Regions from separate parts of the Sus scrofa genome. Here regions 1 and 2 are each linked to region 3. Evidence: chromatin contacts called from public HiChIP or PLAC-seq data. All regions are on one chromosome and are shown on one strand. Each heading gives the region's core, a stretch centred on a gene start, on an enhancer-like site or on the middle of the called end of the contact. The rest is flanking DNA. Distances are from core to core; before and after follow the strand shown. Region 1 overlaps TMC1 (transmembrane channel-like protein 1). Region 2 overlaps TMC1 (transmembrane channel-like protein 1). Region 3 holds the start of TMC1 (transmembrane channel-like protein 1).

Region 1 (4,255 bases), core at 1,748-4,247, 180 kb before region 3:
AATAAGCAAATTAGTCTCCATCTTTAGTAGGCATTTAAGTAAAATACTTGCATAAATAACTAAATGCTCTCCTGGTCCCACCAGATGCCTCTACTTAAAATATTTCTGAGAATTCCTGCATCACCTCTTTACCTAGTCTTCCATGTGCCAAGAAGCAATGACATGCAGTCACCGAGAATGCTATCTCCATTTTTTAGAGATAGAAAAACTATCACCCAGTTTCTGGGGTGATGGGGCTTGAAAAAGAGGTAATTACAAACATCGGCCTTGAGTCATAGGCTTCTCAGAGTCCTAGAAAAAAGAATGGATGAATAACCCATGTGCCCTTAAGCAAAGAGATAGAAAGATAGAGACCTAGGGGAGGGTTCGGAGTGAGAGCATCAGTAGAGGGACAGTGGCTCTATGGGCTTGGACCCCTAGTTCTGCAGGGTGTGGTGCCAAAAACAGTGTATGGTGCCAGACAGTCCCACCCTCACCAGAAGATTCTGGTAATAGCCAGAAGGAACAACTGTTGATGCTGCTCCTAGCTGCAGGAAAAGAAAAGAAGAAGATAGCGATAGCAGAGGGAGCTGCTATCCAAGGTCCTTTTCCATGGAATGGAATGAACCTTGCTGTATGTGGAGCTCCAACACCTTAGTGTAATTAGTTTATTATAATGACTGAATCCAATACCTTTCATTTGCACAAGAGAGAATATTACAGAGAAGGGAACATATTGCCTGACAGGAAGGGAAGAGAATCAAGACGAGCGGCCCTGATGATCTCTGAATCACCTTCTTGGGGTTATTCTTCCTTTTTCCTGAAGAATAGCACACTTTCAGTCACACAGCATTGTGGTCCAGTCCTATAGGATCTAAGAAGTCCCACAGCCATCCCCTTCAGTTCAAACTGGCAGAGTTTCCTCTGCGGTGGCTGATTAGATCCGTGGTTCACATCATACTAACCTATCAAATGACTATTCCACCACATCCTTGGTGCTCTCTGCAACAGAGATACACTGAGAGTTTTCAAAATCTTTAAAATTCTGGTTCTTTTTTACTTAATAATTCCTTCTATGACTCATTCCACCCTTCTTGTGTTTTACTATAAACAGTCAGGGAAACCAAGCCAGTCCTTCATTATTTTATTTAGAAAGCTCCTCAGTTAAATACCCAGTTTATCACTCAACAGCTTCTACCTTCTGCAAAACACTGGACTGCGAACAAAATTCAGTCAAGTTCTTTGCAACTTTTCAACAAGGACTGCCATTCTCCATTGTCCAATAACAAGTTCCTCATTTCCGTCTGAGACATCATCAGAATGGCTTTTACCATCTCTATTTCTATCATTCTATTCACATTCATTTATTATGCCTTATGAAAAAGGAAGCGTTCTTCAGGGCACTCCTCTTTCCTATCTGGGTTCTCACCAGAATTACCTTGAACAATCCCTTCATGGTAATCTTGGCTTTTTTGGCATGCATTTCAAAACTCTTCCATTTTCTACCCAGTACCCAGTACCAAAGCCATTTCCACAGCACCCCACTTCACCGTACCGAGTTCTATTATTAGTCAGCTCAGGCTTCCAGAGCAAAATACCATAGACTGGGTGATTTAAACAACAAAATGTATTTGTTGATCAGATTTGGTGTCTGGTGAGAACACTCTTCCAGGCTTGTAGATGGCTGCCTTCTCACTATGTCTTCTCAGGACAGAGAGAGGAAACGCTGGTGTTTCTTCCTCTTCTTATAAGGACACTAATTCCATCGTGGGACTCTACTCTCTAGTTTGCTTCCAAAGGCCCTACCTCCTAATACTATCTCATTTGGGCGCTGGGGCTTCAACAGAAAGATTTGGGGGTATACAAGCATTCAGTCCATAACATTACTAGAGCATAATCTAGCTGATCCTGACTGATGCAAAACCTATGACAACAAGGGAAGACAATCTTAGGATGAAGCCAACATTGTAGATAGCAAAGTGGAAAAATAAATAGAGTTTTTGATATCATTGAACCACTGAATCATCTCCTACTGGAAGGCCATTCCATTGCTAGACTTACCAGTTAAATAAGAAATAAATTCCCTTACAATTTAAGCGATTTGAATCAAAAATTCTTAACTGGTACAGTGATTAGCTTCTGTATTACATGACTCCCCAACAGTGGTGATAGGTGAATGGAATAAGAGAGGGCACAAGATCTCTGAGCAAACAAGATGCATGTTGGGCAACTGTCTGTGAAGCAGCTGGATACAAAAAGCTCTGTCCCATAGGAATATCATATCCAGGGAAGTCAACCCACTTGGCTTCAAGTCCATCAGTAGGTCTGCTGATAGTGGCAAGAGTAGTTGAATTAGAAGTAGAGGAGAGCTACACATTGCGAAATCAATTTCATAAATTGTGGGCTACAGTCACAGTTTTCATTTTCTTTTTTTTTTTGCCTTTTCTAGGGCCGCTTCCTGCGGCATATGGAGGTTCCCAGGCTAGGGGTCTAATCGGAGCTACAGCCACCAGCCTATGCCAGAGCCACAGCAATGTGGGATCTGAGCCATGTCTGCAACCTACACCACAGCTCACGGTAATGCCACATCCTTAACCTACTGAGCAAGGCCAGGGATCGAACCTGCAACCTCAAGGTTCCTAGTCGGATTCGTTAACCACTGTGCCACGACGGGAACTCCTCAGTTTTCATTTTCTATAGCAGAATTAAAAAGCCTTCCCCATTCTGAGAAAAAATTGGAAATAAAGAAAAATTATTTCATACCTTCACCCCACCATATTGGGCAGTCTCTGATATCATCATTTTAGTAACACCATGCTTCTGCAGGAAGAAGGCCCATAGCAGTGTAACAGAGCAGAGAAAGTAATGGAGGCCTGCATCTGCCACCAAGGAAGCTACAAGACAACAGGCTAGAGATGAACAATATCCTCGCTGACCTGTCAGTTCCAAAATGCAAATAGATCTGAGAAACCCAACTATACGCCTGTTCCTGTTTTTCTGTGATGCTGGTTCTGGGTGGAGATCTCTAACTTCCTTATTTCCTACCATAAGTGTTCTTTGAATAAACCCTTCTAAATTACAGTGCCTCTCCTCTTTGAAAACCAAACACTTTTCAATATCCAATTATTCCAGCTAGCTCTCTCAAAAAGATAGTTCATCTTCCCTTTAACAAATATTACTCATATTTTTAAGGGTTGGAAAAAAAAAAAAGAGAGAGAGAGTCTTTTCTCCCAAAGCAGCATTTGTTTAAAACAACCTTAAGCCCAGACAGGTCATAGTTGTTGCATCACTTAACTTCCACCAGATGCCGCTGTTGCTGATTCACCCAGCCGGAGGAGTCCTACAAAACTTAATCTCATTACTGAAAAAACACTAGCAACTGCTTCACAAAGAACTGCTTCTCCCTGTTCCTGAGAAATTATCTGTTTTAACAACTACCATCTCTGTAAAAGACCTGCTGGACATTTAACAACTGTCTCAGAGGATTTCCTGAAGTGTGATAAGATTGAGAGAAACCCTCAGGATGCAGTGGTGTTTTCTTGGAATCTAGCAGGAGAGATGACCTTTTAGAAAATAATCACACAAATAAACACATAACCACCAACTCTGATTTGTGCTATAAATCAGAGAACAAAGGTTCCTGGTTGCTAATGACCAAGCCTGAGGGGTGGGATCTAAAGGGGCAAAAGAAGCTAAATGTGAAGGCCTGGGAGGAAGCATTCTTCCAAACAGAAGGAATGGAACTTAAGGAGGCACTGAGGCTGGAAGGGTTATGACACTTTGGAAAGGCTAACAAAAAGAGAAGTCAGAGCTTTGAAATTAAGGATAAGAGTTAAAAAAAAATGTTGCAAAGCTGAGTGGTCCCACTGATAAGTCCTTTCAGTGATTATCTATACAATAATTTTAAAATTTATAGCTCTAATCACCTTCCCTCAAGTTCTCCCAAGTCCCTACTTGATATATTCACTTAGTTGTTTCAAAGACACCCTTAAATACATGCATTCATGTCCCTTCTGGGTGGCTGTTCCCTGGATATCAATAAATGGCACAACCCACACATTCAGTTGCAAAATTCAGAAAACTGAAGAGTCCTTACAGTCCCCCTCATCCTTAGCTGCACAGACCATCTACCATCAAATTCTGTTCATTTTATCTACCAAATCTGACAGCTTTTCTCTAGATCAGTGATCACCAAACTAGCATGATTAGCATCTCCAGAGAACTGGTCAGAAATGCATGTTCTCAGGTCCCAACCCAGACCTATGGAATTAAAAGG
Region 2 (4,445 bases), core at 1,090-3,589, 130 kb before region 3:
ATATAGAGTTCCTGAAAGAAGAGAGGAGAAGGATATTGGGACTGAAAGCCAAGTTTGCGTACTCAGATTCAGAACATTTGGGAGGACAGAAATACTTCTCTAAGTTTGGGGGGGACATATTTCAAGAAAATGGGATATGCTGAAGGACATGGGTTTCTTCTGAGGTTTCAGAGGACAAGTACAAGAATTAGATGGAGAGCTGAGAACCAAGAGGCCAAAGTACATTTGGCACTTAGTGACAGAACTTCTAAGTCCAGCTGACAGAAGAAAAACCATTACAGAGAAGCCCTTCTTTTGTGCAACAGAAACAGCCTAGTGAATAGTAGCAAAGGGAACAATAACAAGTTCTCTTACAATAATTGAGGGACAGAACAAACAACAGCTATTGGAGGCAGCAGGAAAACAGTACCTGTGCTGACACATAGGGAGCAGGCTATCTCTGCAAAAGGCACAGCAGTGGTGCTGGCAACCACAACAAAGAAAGGTCAGCAGCAGGAGGAGTGTGAGTCACTCCAGGCCTGGGGGAGGGCAGCATGAGGAGGAGAGCAGAGGAAAGAGGCCTCTCTCCTGATGGTAAACATCCCCCAGATGAGTAGTAAGTACTAAAGCAGGAAATACCAGAATATCCACCTCTGATCACACAGGCAAAGTCCTGGGTCCTACATCAGAGTTGCTACATCAAAATATCTGGGAGTAGAACCTAGGAATTTGAATTTTAAACAAGTTCTTAGTGTGATCTTTAAAAAGTACTACCCATACTGAGAACCTGGGAATCCTGTCCTGGACCCTGCTTTTCTATCTGTGCTCCTCATAGGGCGAAATGTCCTAGGGGTCAAGGTAACATGCCCAATACCATGCCTATGTTCACTTGGTACACAAGTATCCCCCCAAAAAATCAGATCATGACCCTGTTCCAAAGACCCTGGATTCTCCATTCAAATTACAATGAGACCAATTCAAAGGCCTGAATGGACCTCTTCTTTCAGTCTATACTCTTATGGTTGGACCACTCTGCATGGTATGTACAACTCTGGAACCAAGTATTTGCCATGGGGCATCTGCTTGGTGGGCCTGGGGGTTCATGGTATGTTGATCACTTGTGCTTTCCAAGCCTCTCACACAGAGCAGGAGTGGGGAGAAAAGTGGGGCCTTCCCCTTCTCTCCCTCCAATCTGGGCTTGTGCCCTGAGCCCACAGATGTTACAGAGAGTTACTGGCCTAGCCTAGAGGGTTATTATTTTTGGCTCTTTTCTAAGTCAGAGGGATTTTATTTAATTTAGTTTTGTTTTTGTTTTGTCTTACTTTACTTTGTTTTTAAGAATCAGAGAGCGAAAGAAAGCTCATAGGGTCAAAATACCAATTATAAAAAGAATGGATGTTAGAATTTAATCCCCCTGTGACTGTATAAATTTTAATTTGTCAGGTAGTCTTAAAGAACAAGGCTTGCATGAAGAAGTGGCATCCCAAACCTTTGGCTTTATAGAGTTAATTTAGTTTAAATAGTATCTGTTGAGCATTTATTCTGTGCTCCTCATTGTCCTAGACAGTGAGAGGATCAATATGATATGATGAAAGCCCTCAAAGCAAGGCTATTGGATAATTCAAGCTGTACACAAAAAATACAAAAATAAAAGCTGTGCAAAGGAGTATGTTATTTTAAGTACTAAAGTGAGTGCCCCAGATGTGCTATGTACAATAGGAATTTGATGTTTCTTCAACAAGATCCCTCTCTTTTCTTCTCAAAGTTGCCACCTTCTAGAGGAGGACACACACTCTCACGCCCACCTAAACAAGAGCCTGCAGCTTTCAAGTTTTAGCAATAAGCAAGACCAGTGAAAGATTCTTGGTGCCATCAACATTTATTTAGTCTTTGGTTTTAAAGATTGTTTTGGTTTTTTTTTTTTTTTTTTTTTTTTTTTTGTGTGTGTGTGTGTGTGTGTGTGTGTGAGAGAGAGAGAAAGAGAGCACAGCCACAAAAGCTCAGTGTTTTTCTCATTTGCAGTGATGATCCATCCATTGAGCCTCATCACAATGACAAGCTCTGCATGTGTTAATCACAGATGGACTATGATAGGCTGAATGTGGTTGGGGTTCCTTTCTGGGTGGAATATTGAGCAATAAAGCTTGGGAAGAGATAAAATTATTCACACTATTGTTAAAGTCAGACATTCATTTTACAATAACACAAGCCTGAGGCATCTGAGTCAATAGAGACAACTACCCCAGGTAGTATCTGTTCCACTTTTTTGCCAATGAAATTGTGCCATGAAGGATAAAGAGCAGCAGAGACAGGAAGCAGTGACCAAGCAGTCAGCTGGGAAATTCCAGCTGCCCTCCTGCCCTACTTATAAGGAATAGAGATGACTCATTGTTAAGAAGCAAACAGATGTTGACTTGGCTAAGAGAAACCTGAGCAAAATTTAACCTCTCCAGGCCCTTGCATTCTCTTCTGAAAACAGAAGAGAAAACAGACAGGTCATTATATTTGGACACCTGGATAGCATTATTCAATACTGGTATAAAAGAATAGGCATATGTGTGTTTGTTTGGGTTTGGGTTTTTTTTTTGTTAACGTGCTGTTTCTTATGTCGTTGAAGCCCACCTTCGGAAACATCTCTCTCAGTAGAGGACACGCTGTACAAAGAAACTTCCACAATCCAGAATCATGGCATACCAAGTAACTATGTGGCCTTGGTTTCTTCACCTATGAAATCAAAAGGTTCAACTCTTAAGGCTCCTCCCTCCTATATTATTTTATGGCTCTAGGACTTAGAAAAGTTGAAAATATCTATCTATAATGTCTACCCTCTCTGTCATCTATCTATCATAAGAATAAGCAGTTATACAATACAGAAAATGTTTCTGTTAAAAGTTTTATTTCAGTGTAGAGTAGGAAAGTATGGCTTGGACAATAGTGAGTCAAGGATAAGATACAACTTGTAATGCAGTTAAAAACAATCCATTACTTATCTCATTGGGTTAATGTTGTCAGGAAATGAGATCATATCCCTGGGAAGTTTATAGTGTATTGTGCTCTACAGAAATGTGCTAAAGACTGAATGTTTGTGTCCCCTTGAAATTCATATAATGTGATGGTATTAGGAGATGGGGCTCTCGAGAGGTGTTTAGGTCATGAAAGCAGAATCATCAGGAAAGGGATTAGCACCTTATAAAAGAGAGCTCTGAGACTCCCTGCCCTTTCTGCCATGTGAAGTTAACAGCAAAAAGGGAGCTATGAATTAGAAATCAGGATATCACCAGATACCAAATCTACCAGCACCTTTATCTTAGACTTCTCAGTCGCCAGAACTATGAGAAACAAATTTCTACTGTTTTTAAGCCATTCAGCTTATGGTATTCTGTTACAATATACAGTGCATATAGCCTGAACAGACCAAATATTGTTACTATTATTAAAACCTTTTCACAAAAAAGAGAATCATGGACTTGGAGAATAGACTTGTGGTTGCCAAGGGGGAGGGTATGGGATGGACTGGGAGCTTAGGGTTAACAGATGCAAACTATTGCTTTTAGAATGGATTAGCAATGAGATTCTCCTGTGTAGCACTGGGAACTATGTCTAGTCACTTATGATGGAGCATGATAATGTGAAAAAAAAGAATGTATACATGTATGTGTAACCAGGTCACCATGCTGTACAGCGGGAAAAAAAAAAAAAAAAAAAAAGCTGTATTGGGGAAATGACAATTAAAAAAATTAAACAAAAATAAATGTAGGAGTTCCTGTCATGGCTCAGCAGATTAAGAACCTGACTAGTATCCAAGAGGATGTAGCTTTGATCCCTGGCCTCACTCAGTGGATTAAGGATCCAGCATTAGCTGTAGTGTAGGTCACAGATGCAGCTCAGATCCTGCATTGCTGTGGCTGTGTTGTAGGCTGGCAGCTGCAGCTCCAATCAGACTCCTAGCCTGGGAACTTCCATATGCCACAAGTGCAGCCCTAAAAAGGACCAAAAAAAAAGAAAAAAGTAAATATATTTATTCAATAAACATTGGTTGAGCAGCTTCTGTACATCAGATACTAAGATAAACATTAAAAAGACACTGATCCTGTTTTCCCGAGGTTCAAAGAAGTCAGAAAAGCTCAAATAAAATAATGATGATATTTATCCTTAAAATTGTTTTTCACCTTTATGAAAAGTTTCGAGTTGAATAAAGGAACAAATAGCCAAAGCTATTTTTTCCTCTGCTTTGAAGTATTATGCATTTTTAAAAATGCTTCTGTCCCAAACCTGAGGAAAAACATACCTGAGATTCTGCAAAAGCTCAACTGATTTCATTGCTAGGAAAAGAAATAAAAGATTCTACAGTCTACTAACTGGTTTGGACCAAGTATAGGGCAAGTATTTAATGGGCTCCCTAGCAGTGATGAGAGAAAAATGAATGATGACAACCTCACTGTAAAGGGTAATAGAAGAGTGACCTT
Region 3 (4,382 bases), core at 771-3,270:
ACATAACAAACTTGCCTTGGCTCTCTGCCTAGAACTTGCATTCCTCCAGGACAAGGGCCCACCCTACTCATTTCTTTCTTAGCAGTCTTCTAATTGAATTCTGACCTCCCTCATGGCATCTACCTGCTTTCTGTGACAGCTAGGGCCTTAGTGCCAATTGCCACTGCTAGAGCTTTAAACAATTCCAGTTGCTGTGGAGCTTTTGCCAAATCACTGACCTCATTCTTGACTATCTCTCTGGCCCACCCCCACCCATGAGCCCAAGTTATGACAAGCTCCAAAGTGGTGTTTCAAAGCCAATCCGAGGTCGAACTACTGAGATTCAAAATATGTACTTAACATTGATAACTAGTTTGTTCAGTCACAAAGATTTTTTAAAGTTCTTGAGACCAAAGTAACTAGTTTCTCAAAAAGGTGATATCCAAAGCAGTGTACACATTATAAACACACACACATTAATTCATCAATTTCTTTCAACAAAGTTTTTTTTGGTTTGTTTGGTTTTTTTTGATTTCTTGGGCCACTCCTGCAGCATATGCAGGTTCCCAGGCTAGGGGTCTAATCCAAGCTACACATCCAATATTTCCCTGTCCTGCCACCCTATGCCACAGCCACAGCCACATAGGTTCGGAGCCTCATCTGCAACCTATACTACAGCTCACAGTAACACCAGATCCCCAACCCATTGATAGAGGCCAGGGGTCGAACCCGCAACCTCATGCTTCCTAGTTGGATTCATTTCCACTGCGCCACAACAGGAACTCCCAGATTTTGTATTTCTAACAAGTGCCCAAGTGATACTGATGCTGCTGGTGTATGGTCCACACTTTGAGAACAACTAGGGTAGTTGCTGCAACAGTAACTTGCTAAAAATAGGCTCAATATCAAGTACATTCCTGTTAGAAACAACCTTACAGAGAAAATTATGATTGGCTGAGAAGGTGCTACATAATATATATTATGCAATACCTTATTAAATAACCAGCTTGTTTTATTACTTTGTTGGTTTTTTTCTTTCAATCATGCTTCTTCAAGAATTATCTTGTTCCACTTTTTAACAACTAAAATGGATGTGTGTGGGGGGAAGAATTTCCAAGTTACTTTTGTCCTAAGAATCACCTCCACTATTTCCCTGTCCTTCAGTGCCTCAAGAGAGTCACTTATCCTCTTTCATCATTATTCACTTATCTTTGAAAATGGCTATATAGTACCTATCTCGGTGAACTGCTGTGAGGATTAACGAGACCCTAAATGAAAAATCTTAGCCCTGAAAATGGCCTGTAAATGGCAGCTGCTCTGCTTTTACTAATTTGTCTACATCAAGAAAGTAAATTTCCTGGGACCAATATCCGAAACTACTTACATCTTCAACACATTAACTGCCTGTAGCAATAACTCCAAGTTGTAAAGAAAATGGTCAGTTACATTCTAGGGATTCAGCTTACTGTGGCAGAAAGCGGTCTGATTTGGAAACGTTGGCAAAGTGCATCAGGACAACATTCTCCCAGACAAAATTATAAATCAGAATCACCTGGATCATTACTTCAACTTCAAAGTCCCAGATAACCAAAACTACTTCCAAGGGAGAAGCTTAGGTGATTATTTAAAGGTAAATAATTACTCCAGGTGGATTTTTCTGATCAGCAAGTTTGGGAAACAAGGAAGGGACCTACCTCTCCATTTTAATGGTGGCTATCAGAAGGCCTAAAAACCGTTTCTATTTATTCATTAGGCCATTGTTTACTACAAAATTTTCGTAAGTCCCTTTCTGTGTTACTAATTTTGGTCTTCTGAGTTGAACTAAAGTCACCTGGAGAGGTCAGCTGCACGTGGGATTTTTTTGTTGCTGCTTTGAAAAGGTTCTGTTTTTAGTTAACTCACCCTTTCAAACTAGTCAGGGCCTGTGCCTCATTTCTGAATTGCCCCCTCTTGAATTTCCTCCTGCAACGCCTTCTTTTTGATCTCTCCCTCAGATCTAGCTTGTTTGGCCCTTCTTTTCTTGAGTAGAACATTTGGTGCTTTCCCAGTTCGAGACGCTTTGCTGGAATAGCCAATTTCCAGGGATTTTACAGGCTGGCCAAAACAGTTTGTTCAGAACAACAACGCCGACGCGCGGGGCGGAGGACTGGCAGCCAGTGAGGCCAAGCATTTCCTGACTCTGCACAACCACCCGTGACCTTGGGCGTGCAAGAGAGCCAGCGCCGCCTGCCCTGCTCCTTCCCGACAGCAACAAGGCAACGCTCAAGCTGTACTTTAGAACCGAAAAGGTGTGGGAGGGAACTGGACGGGGAAGCGTCATAAAGAGGCGAGGAGACCCAGAGGCTATAGAGCAGTTCATTTTCTGAGGCGAATCCTTCTACCTCTTTCTCCAGGGGTGGGGGAAGGGGGAGTAAGGAGGAAAGGGAAATGTCTGCCAAGGGGTCGAGACAAAGCGTGAGAACTGAGATGGCGAAAAGCAGGCTCGACTGAGAAAATCAGAAGGCGAGACGCTGAGGGCGGATAATCAGGTTAAAAATAGAAACGCGTCCTCCACCGGTCTAACTCCTACCAGCTCCGCCCGGAGGCCGGCAGCCCGGCCAGTGACTCGGCTCCGCGCAACTGCAGAGCGGTCAAGCTCGGCCCCTCCTCCCCGACCGGGTGACTGGAGTGAGAGGCGCGGCGACGGGCACGTGACGTCATCGCGCTCCCGGCGCCGCCGGCGCCGTCGGGGTTTTCGATGACGCACAGACCCCGCCCCCTCCCTCCCTCTTTCCCTCAGAGCCGGAGCGCCGGCAGGAGAGAACGCGTCAGTGAGCTGGAGCGCAGATCTGTCTGCATCTCAGTTTTGGGCTTGTAGCTCCCGGGAACAGCGCAGCTTCCTCGGTGGTAGAAGAAGCATCCGAGAGCGCCATCCGCGGGCCCTTGCGGCGCCCAGGCCTAGCTGCGCGCGCCCGGCTCGCCCTCGGAGTCTGCCCAACCCGCCGCTGGTGGAGGCGTGAGGCGACGACGGGTGAGCGCCGAAAGCTGCCTTAGCCGCCGCGGCCTTCGGTCCTCCCTCCGCCTCCTCTGTCCCCCCGCCCCGCGCCGCTTCCCTCCTCCCACTTCCCGAGCTCCGGCGTGTCCCGGCCACGCTCACTGCTGCTGCGGGAACAAAGAAGGACCCCGCGGCGGCGGCGGCGGCGGCGCAACCTCCTGCGGCTCCGACCGGCCCGCGGCTGCGGCTCCAAGGCACCCGACTCGCCTATCCCTGAGGGCTCGGACCGGCCCCACCGCGCCGGTGTCGCGCGCGAGCCCGGCTCCTGGCCCCGCAGGGTGAGTGGTGTGGAGGGGAGGCAGGGCTCCCGGCTGTTCGTCCCGGGCTGGTGGTGGGAGCGGAGGACTGGGGTGCCGTAGGCCTCCGGCGAAACCCTAGCGGCCGGCGGCGTCCGGGGGAGGGGAGCCCGCCCGCCAGTTCAGGAAGCACAAAGACGAAGGCGTCATCGTGTCGTCGTGGCCGGAGACCCGGTTCCCTGCCTCCGGTTCAGTCGCACTCGCACGGCCGTGGAAACAATGCCTGGCGTGCGGCCTCGGGGTTTCGGGCTCCGGGCCTCCCTCAAGTCCACCCCGGCCGTCTTCGGCGGTGGCGCCCGGCGTGGGCGGCCTGACCAGGAAAGACAAAGAAATGGTGGCGGCGGCGGCGCCCCTGGCCCCTTGCCTTCCTCACCCCCCCATCTCCACCTCCTCGGAGGAGCAGTTGAGGGTCGGGGGGTCGGCGCAGGACAGGCTGGGTGAGGGGCCGGCCTGGCCTGCGGAGCTGCTGTTATGCATGACTCAGTGGTTTTTGAAGAAGGCCCTGATGGGCTCTCCTGAGTGAGGCCTTCTCTTGGAGGGTCATAGGGGTATGGGTGGAGGACCAGTGGGACCCGAACTTGTTCTGAAATCGCCGAACATTAGGTGAGGGGGCCTTCTCTGTCGTGGTGTTTCAGTTTTACCGGTGTCGCTGCGTTTCTCAACCAAGATCTCTTTCATGAAGGAAGTGGAGCACCTACTCCTTTGTTTCATGCATTTAGGCTGGTGAACGTGAAATTCTTTGCTCGCTTTACACGCACTGTGGAGCTGTTTTGGGGAAAAGCTGGGATTACCTTGATTGATTTAGCGTCTCCGAAGAATCTGGTCTGACATATTAGGGTAAAGGAGTATATAGGTCACGGAGCCACTGTCCTTAAACTTGGCCATTTAGGTAATTTGCAGGCTTTAAAAAAAAAAAAACTAAATGAATTTTATTTTACTTCTTTTTAAAAGTAGGATTTCAGAACTTTATTGGTGAAAACATTGCATTTTTTTTTCAGGTTTTTCCCACAAAATGTCGTCCTCAAAAGATTTTTTTATTCCTTCCCCCCCACCCCCCAGGCCCGATATTAAGC

Evidence for each region. HiChIP or PLAC-seq counts read pairs in DNA pulled down with a chosen protein or histone mark.
Region 1: an H3K27ac HiChIP or PLAC-seq map of alveolar macrophages shows a contact between it and region 3. The contact joins the enhancer-like site here to the promoter of TMC1 in region 3. A contact is called at or near these places in 1 of 5 promoter capture datasets (liver), 7 of 47 Hi-C or Micro-C datasets (blood, embryonic fibroblasts, fibroblasts and 3 more) and 2 of 2 datasets of contacts at active chromatin or transcription factors (alveolar macrophages and skeletal muscle).
Region 2: an H3K27ac HiChIP or PLAC-seq map of skeletal muscle shows a contact between it and region 3. The contact joins the enhancer-like site here to the promoter of TMC1 in region 3. A contact is called at or near these places in 5 of 47 Hi-C or Micro-C datasets (adipocytes, alveolar macrophages, embryonic fibroblasts and 2 more) and 2 of 2 datasets of contacts at active chromatin or transcription factors (alveolar macrophages and skeletal muscle).

Annotation. Positions count from the first base shown.
Region 1 is chr1:225,891,748-225,896,002 of Sscrofa11.1, reverse strand. All of the region lies in intron 2 of TMC1 (transmembrane channel-like protein 1), which reads right to left. Among named protein-coding and RNA genes, the nearest start is that of TMC1, 180 kb to the right of the region's middle. Within about 2 kb of position 2,997, at least 5 of the 83 cell types and tissues checked have an H3K27ac peak or open chromatin away from gene starts, as enhancers often do. A contact at or near this core is called in alveolar macrophages, where this site is marked.
Region 2 is chr1:225,843,060-225,847,504 of Sscrofa11.1, reverse strand. All of the region lies in intron 2 of TMC1 (transmembrane channel-like protein 1), which reads right to left. Among named protein-coding and RNA genes, the nearest start is that of TMC1, 130 kb to the right of the region's middle. Within about 2 kb of position 2,339, at least 32 of the 83 cell types and tissues checked have an H3K27ac peak or open chromatin away from gene starts, as enhancers often do. A contact at or near this core is called in alveolar macrophages, embryonic fibroblasts and skeletal muscle, where this site is marked.
Region 3 is chr1:225,712,239-225,716,620 of Sscrofa11.1, reverse strand. It overlaps TMC1 (transmembrane channel-like protein 1), which reads right to left and starts at 2,020. Exons shown (of 24, transcript XM_021064884.1): 1 at 1,882-2,020. It also overlaps a transcript of ZFAND5 not described here.